2 separate regions of the Ovis aries genome follow, and region 1 is linked to region 2. The links are chromatin contacts, called in public Hi-C maps. All regions are on one chromosome and are shown on one strand. Each heading gives the region's core, a stretch centred on a gene start, on an enhancer-like site or on the middle of the called end of the contact. The rest is flanking DNA. Distances are from core to core; before and after follow the strand shown.

The links. Hi-C and Micro-C count contacts between places; a contact is called where the count stands out from the background.
Region 1: a Hi-C map of liver shows a contact between it and region 2, with 7 times the contacts expected there. The contact joins the promoter of CXHXorf58 here to the promoter of PRDX4 in region 2. A contact is called at or near these places in 5 of 16 Hi-C or Micro-C datasets (blood, hypothalamus, liver and 2 more).

What each region holds. Positions count from the first base shown.
Region 1 is chrX:22,305,347-22,308,845 of ARS-UI_Ramb_v3.0, forward strand. It overlaps CXHXorf58 (chromosome X CXorf58 homolog), which reads left to right and starts at 1,832. Exons shown (of 8, transcript XM_042241877.2): 1 at 1,832-1,912. APOO (apolipoprotein O) reads right to left here and starts at 1,448. Exons shown (of 10, transcript XR_009598881.1): 1 at 1-1,448.
Region 2 is chrX:22,098,191-22,101,605 of ARS-UI_Ramb_v3.0, forward strand. PRDX4 (peroxiredoxin 4) reads left to right here and starts at 1,999. Exons shown (of 8, transcript XM_027963038.3): 1 at 1,999-2,340. The coding sequence starts at 2,094.

The DNA.
Region 1 (3,499 bases), core at 582-3,081, 210 kb after region 2:
CGCACTGGAGAAGGACATGGCAACCCACTTCAGTGTTTTTGCCTGGAGAATCCCAGGGACAGACGAGCCTGGTAGGAGGCCGTCTATGGGGTCGCACAGAGTCGGACATGACTGAAGCGACTTAGCAGCAGCAGCAGGAGCAGTAAGACAGATCCTACTCTCCTTTTTACTACCACAGTACATTAATAACAATATAAACTGATCATAGCATATCCTTAGTTGTTGCAACCCTAAAATCGAGCCAAACTCCTAGCACATAAGTGTTTCAACACAAATTTATGAAATGAATGCAAGATGCTTTTGTGATCTGTTGTTCTAACTAAACTGTGAGCTGCCTGAAAATAAAATAAAAGCAAATACTTAGATGTCACTCCTATGTGTCAGGGCCTCTTCCAAGTGCTTCACACCTAATGTATTTTTTTTTTTAACAACCCTACGAGGTAGAAGCTGGTTCCCCAATCTCACCAACAGGAAATCAGGCACAGAAAGGCCAAGTGACTTGCCCCAGGTCACACAGCTGGAAAAGTGGCAATGCCACAAGTGGAAGCCCAAATTCACGGTCTGATTTTGTACTGTCCTAATGCCCCCAAAGCATATTGCAGCTCAATAAAACATTTAAATAGTACAATTCTGACATTTCATTAGCACTACTTTACGGGTGCACTGCTTCAAGACTCGATTTTGTAGACTCCTTTCTAATAGCTTGTGATTTGTTTTTCGTGATATACAAATACCATTTACTCTTTTTAAAGGAGAACAATGCCTTCATATTAAAATGCAGATTTCCGAGACAGTCTTCACTGTAAAAGTCAACTTCTTTCAAAGGACACGAGTTCATAAAATGGAAAGAAGTCAATCTGTTCATACTATATAACGTTTGCTGGGAGGGGGAGAGAAGTTCCAGTTGCTCCTTCTAGCCCAGCCCTTCCCAGGCCAGCCTCTCTAACTTTCTGCAGCAGCTTCTCCAAAGGTGACCCTCCCCCATTCATACAGCAGGTTCTGAAACCTGACCTTGCCAGGCAACCAAAGCCGAACCCCGCAGTGCCCTGATGTGGCCTAACGTTCCTAACGAACACAAGAGGGGACCAGCCAGAGGGTGGATACTTTGAAGGATACTTTAAAATTTTAAGTGTTTTATTCACGAGAGCACAACCCAAAAGGCCCCACCCAGCCACCCCAGGTCTCACGCCTCCGCCCGGCAGCCGCTCGCTCCACGCGGATCTCTGAATGAACAGCGAGGCCGGGACGCAGCCGGCCCAGAGGCGGGAAAAAACCTCGGGACGAGCCGGGCCTGGTCCCCGGAGAGGCCCACGAGAGCGCGAAGAGGGCTCCGGGCGGCCGGGAGGGGGCGGTGACAGCTGTGACCCGGCTCCACTCTCTCACCTTGAACATGTCGCTGGCAGCGGCAGCTCCGGCGGGGTCACCCCAGCCTTGGCCCCGCCCACTACAGAGAGAGGCGGCTACGGCGGCCGGATAGGGCCCGATTCTTCCGACCGCAAATAGGCCGCGATGCGGGTGACCGCCGTACAGCCAATTAGGTGCGGCCAAGGCTTAGCTCGGAAGCCGGGGTCTGAAAACTGCGTTGTTGAACTGCAGCGCGTGGCGCCTCAGGCGGCGAGCGAACGCAAGCCCCGCCTTCCGGAGGCTCCGCCCCTGCGCCGGCGGTTGCTAGGCGGCGGGAAAGCGCCCACTCTGCGTGGGCAGCGCGCGGGGGCGCGAGGAGGGAGGCGCCGCTGCCCGCGCAGCGCTGGGAATCGGCCTTCGCCGCGCTGATTGGACGCCCGACGGCGTAGGCTGAGAACCCTGTGTGCGGAGGCCGCCAGGTGGGGGCGCTCGTCAGGCCTCGGGCGGCATCGAAAGCCTCGCAGACGCAAACCGCCGACCTCTGGGGCCTGGATTTACCTCACAAAAGGTTTTTACTTGTGTGGTGTTTTTTTTTTTTTTTTTTCTACTCTGGGCGGGACAGTTTTAAGATTTTAAATTTAAACTGATTTGCCACATCCTTTCATCTCGAAAGACCCTGAAAATTTTTTTTCTTCTTTAAAATACTTAAGCTTCTGTCTCTTACTGGGAATCAACTATTGTTCCCTTAATACTAATAGAAATAAGTAATAATGGTAATAATTATCTTATTGACAAGAATAGGAACAAGCAACAGCGTTTACTCTATGCCCGGCTCTTACCTAAACTCCATACATATATTGTCTTCTCTTTCTAACAACCCAAGTAGGTGGACACGGTTATTATTCCGCATCTAGTAGATGAAGAAACTGAAGCACAGAGAATAGGTGCAAGGCCACAGAGAAGGAAAGTGGGAAGTCAGGATCCAAATCTACCTAGTCGAGCTTTAAAGCCTGTGGTCTCACCTCAACAACTGTGACGGTGGCTCATAATGGGGTTGTGTTTCCTATAATATTTCGTTCAGTATTTCACATCTAACCCCATAGCAAGTGTAAGCCCATCCAGGCATGCATCTAGAAGATTTGGGGGATTTGTGTGGTGCTGTGTCCCTGCCTTCCAGCCAAAGACCACTAGGAACACATCTGTAGTTGAACAAGTTGGGTTTGTTTCTTGCAGCTGCTAGGAAAACGCACACCTTGGGAAACAGTGGGGCATCTCAGTGAGAGAGTGTTAGAAAGATTTATTCTAGGGTTTGGGCTTTGGTTGGGTGATTTGGGGGCGGGTTCAAGAAAGCAGGGCTTTGCTCTGGGTTGGGTGGTAGTAGGAAGCCAGGGTTAACACCTAAGCCCAGCTGTGAATGCCAGGCCAGCTCCTGGATGTTAAGGACTGCTTTTCTCTTTCTCAAGAGTTCAGTGTATTCCAAGCTATCCCCATCCCCATTTCTAAGGAGAAATATTGAGACTCTGAAGGCTCTGCCTCAGTAGTGGAATGTCATATGTATAAAAAAAATGTGACTTATAAGTGATCAGTTAGGGCAGGAAGTCTTAATTCAAGGAGTATGTGAACTTGGGAAAAAATTGCAACTTTATTTTCCCAAACCTCTGCCTGAACTTTAGCATTTCTTTCAATTATATGTAGGTAACAAACCACAGTAGTATCAGCAGTACCTGTGACTTTGTCATCAATAGAAAACACAGTATTTTCATATCATGTTACAGTAACAGCAAATTTCTTGAAATATTGTTTCTACTTATTACCACTTCACAAGTACAGAGCTCTCATATTGTTTAATGCATAAAGAAGACCCATTTCTAGAATTTTGTCTTTGAAAATATTTTGACAATAATTTCAAGATAATCGGAGTCTTTCATAATCCCATATATTTTATATTATGTATTTTAAGAAACATAGTTCTTAAAAGGAGTTTGTCCATAGGGATCCATGGCACCAAAAGAAAAGATTAAGAGACCCTGGTTTAGTACAAGACACTCAGCAGTGACTAAGAATTTGGGAGCTGCATCCAAATTGGAGTAATGTGTAAGGGATAGAAAATCAGAGGTAGAATCAGATCACTTATTACACATCCTCTCACTTTACC
Region 2 (3,415 bases), core at 749-3,248:
GGACTTAAAAGGGCTTACAACTGGAGTCATGGTGCCAATTCACCCAGCTCACTGTGGGAAAAGGAGAATATGTATCTGTTGTGAACTGAAAGTTGCTCAGTTGTGTCTGACTCTTTGCGACCCCATGGACTATACAGTCCATGGAATTCTCCAGGCCAGAATACTGGAGTGGGTAGCCTTTCCCTTCTCCAGGGGATCTTCCCAACCCAGGGATCGAACTCAGGTCTGCCACCTTGCAGGCGGATTCTATACCAGCTGAGCCACCAGGGAAGCCCTAAGTATCAGTTAGAGGTATAAAATCAGCTTCCCAGTTGGCTCAGTGATAAAGAATCTGCCTGCCAATGCAGGAGACATGGGTCCTATCCCTAGGTCGGGAATATTCCCTGGAGGAGGAAACGGCAGCCCATTCCAATATTCTTGCCTGGGACAAGAATTCTGTCCATGGACAGAGGAGCCTAGCAGGTGACAGCCCATAGGGTCACAAAGAGTCTGACACAACTGTGCAACTGAGCACATGGGCGCGCACGCACACACACCCCCCCACACACACACCCCCCCACACACACACACACAGAAGCATAAAATTTCAGAGGCAGAAAGGTTACTTTGGGGAGGGGTGACGGATGGTAGTGAGGCTCCTGTAGGAGAGATGTGCGCGGAAGAATAAGAGGATCTTAAACAGTGCTGACCAGTCACCTGCAATGGCGGGAGCACAGTCTCCCTCAAAGCTCTGTGGAAGAGATGGGCCTGGAAAGATGAGGAGCACCTAAAACACTGCTGAGGGCGAACAGGAATGGCTGGGAGAAGGGAGGGTGGTCTAGTAGGGCAGGAGACCCGCTGTGGCCATAGGGCTTTGCTGTGCGGCTTCGCTGTGCGGCTTCGCTGAGCACCCTGGGCTTGCCCACAGGGCGCAGGCGCAAATGCCTCCAGGAGAGGGGGGAGAGTCGCAGGAGGGGCTGACAGACTGTAGGGGCCAAAGGCCTTCAGCACCTAGCCCATTGCTCTTTCAAGGTCCTATAATGGGCAGAACTAGTTTGGAAAGGGTTGTCACAGGGAGTAAGGATATAAAATGTGAAAGCAACTTAAAACTGACTGGCAGTTGGGAATATTAGGTGTTATTCACAAAATCAAAGTTTACAATGGCAAATGCCCACCTTGTGCCAGGTGCCTTGGGAAACAAAGCTGAATTCCACATCGATTTTGATCCCAGGGAGCTGACAATCTAACAGAGGAAAGAAAAACTGTCGGATGGCTTCTGTGAGATTCAGAAAGATGACAAGAGCTCGCAGGAGGCTAGAAGGGACCCCGGGGCGGGGGGGGGGGGGGGCGGGGGAGAGCAAAGAGTGCAGAAGACTCCTGTAAAATGATGGGGTAATTGTCAAGACGATGGAACTATACTGCGCTGGAAGAAAGTTTGGTTTTCTGGGAACTTTTCAAGTTAAAAAATAAGACACCTTTGAGGCAGGCTTAAGTCACCAAACTGCCTGTTTGCCTTGCCTGCTGGAGAAGAGTAAATGGTTAGGCCTTTCTTCTCCAAGTTTTCCCAGGATTTACAAACTTACAAGGGCTTCAACTAGGGATGGAGGTGAGGGGAGTCGTGGGGTTGTTGGCAGATCACTTCGAGGAAAAAAACAGTACCTGTTAGAAGTATAAAGTGCAAGCCATTCAGAGATAAGTTCGTTTCACTTTTGGGGGGCGTGGGGAATGGTGTGCAGTGGTGAGGCTTTGTGGAAGAGACGAGCGTAAAAGGATGTCTAAAGACGTGTGAGAGAGAGCGCGTGAGACCAGTAACGGCCGCTGTCGCTTCTCAGAGTTGGGCAAAGCGCCCTGCCTGGGCCCGCCCCAGGGCGCATGCGCAAACGCCCGCAAGGGGATGAGTGGGCGGGGCTGGCGACCACGTGGCCAGGCCGGCTCCCGGAGAGCCCGGGAAGAGGGCGACAGGGGGAGCGGAGGGGCGGGGGAGTGAGGAGGCGGGGCTGGTCTCGCGAGGCCGCGCTTGGGCTCGAGCGAGCGTTGAGCGCGCGGTTGTAGCTGCCTGGCGGCGGGAGAAGTAGCGTTCGAGCCAAGGAACGTGCGACTACGCTCGCGTGGTCATGGAGGCGCCGCTGCCGCCGCCGCTACCCGCGACGACTCTGGCCCCTGGCCGGAGCCGAAAGCTCCTGCTGCTGCCTCTGCTGTTGGTCTTGCTGCGGGCCGAAGCTGTGCGGGGCTTGGAGAAGGAGGAGAGGCCCCGAACCCGCGAAGAGGAGTGCCACTTCTACGCGGGTGGCCAAGTGTACCCGGGAGAGGTGTCCCGGGTTTCGGTCGCCGAACACTCCCTGCACCTCAGCAAAGCCAAAAGTAGGTGGTGCCCCACCATGGCGGGGTGACCGGTGACACCCGGAGGTGGGGAGGGCCAGGGGACACGTGTACCCTGGTTACGGTGGCTACCCGGGGGCCTGGCTTGGGCGGCACCTCCTGGGCTACCTCCGGTCCCTAAGGGGGAGCTTGGTTCTCCTGGGGAGTGGGGGGATGGAGGGGGTTCCAGAGTTGTGAAGAAAGGGGTGGGTTCCACTGATCAGATTTTGGAGGAAGTAGTGGTTACCCCAAAAGCCGCAGATGAGGGAGAGGGTGGCCCTGGTCCTGGGCTTGCAGGCGACGAGGATGCTGTGCAAACTAGAACACTTCCTCAAACATCGCGAAGTGCCTGCAGCGCATCGCGTCTGTTTTCAAGTACGATTTCGGAGAATAATGCGCTGATAAGTTGAATAACGATTCACAGAAAGTTTGGATAAACAGAAAAGTGGCTGAACAACGTTTAGCTCAGGAGAGCAAACGTTTCATTTTGTTGTTGTTGCATCTTACAAAGAAAACTATTAAAAGCCACCTTCCCAGAGACCTTTAGCGTTAATGGGCATCCTTTGTGTTTCTCAGAAATGAAGAGCTTGTTACAGGGTGTATTTTGGAGGCTCTTTGTAGGGAAATGCGGAAAAGGAGGTTAGAAGTAATGCATTTGGGTTGATGATAAACCTCGTGGCAAATTTGTGTCCTGCCAGTTTGGCTTTTGATTATTTGCATTTCTGTCCAGTGTACACAACTAATGGCCACTTTCAGAAAAGACACGTCAGACTAAGTGGATACTGAGAAAATTGTGGCCTGCTGCATCTGGATGTTAAGATCAGCCAAAAAGTGGGTAGGGGCTAAAGGATAAAGAGTGTCCCTTGCTTGCTTTTAAATAACCTGCTTTTCCTACTGACCATCTGGCATTCTGAAGATGTGTATTTGGCTTTTGTGGTCCAGTTACAGCATGTTCCTTGCCTATGTTCAGTGAAAAAAAGCAATGCTTCACAGTTATGAATCCCCAGTGTTAAATGGAATGTTGATATGCCTTAGGATGGAGTGGGAGTGATAAATGAGAAAAACTATTTTGGCTCCT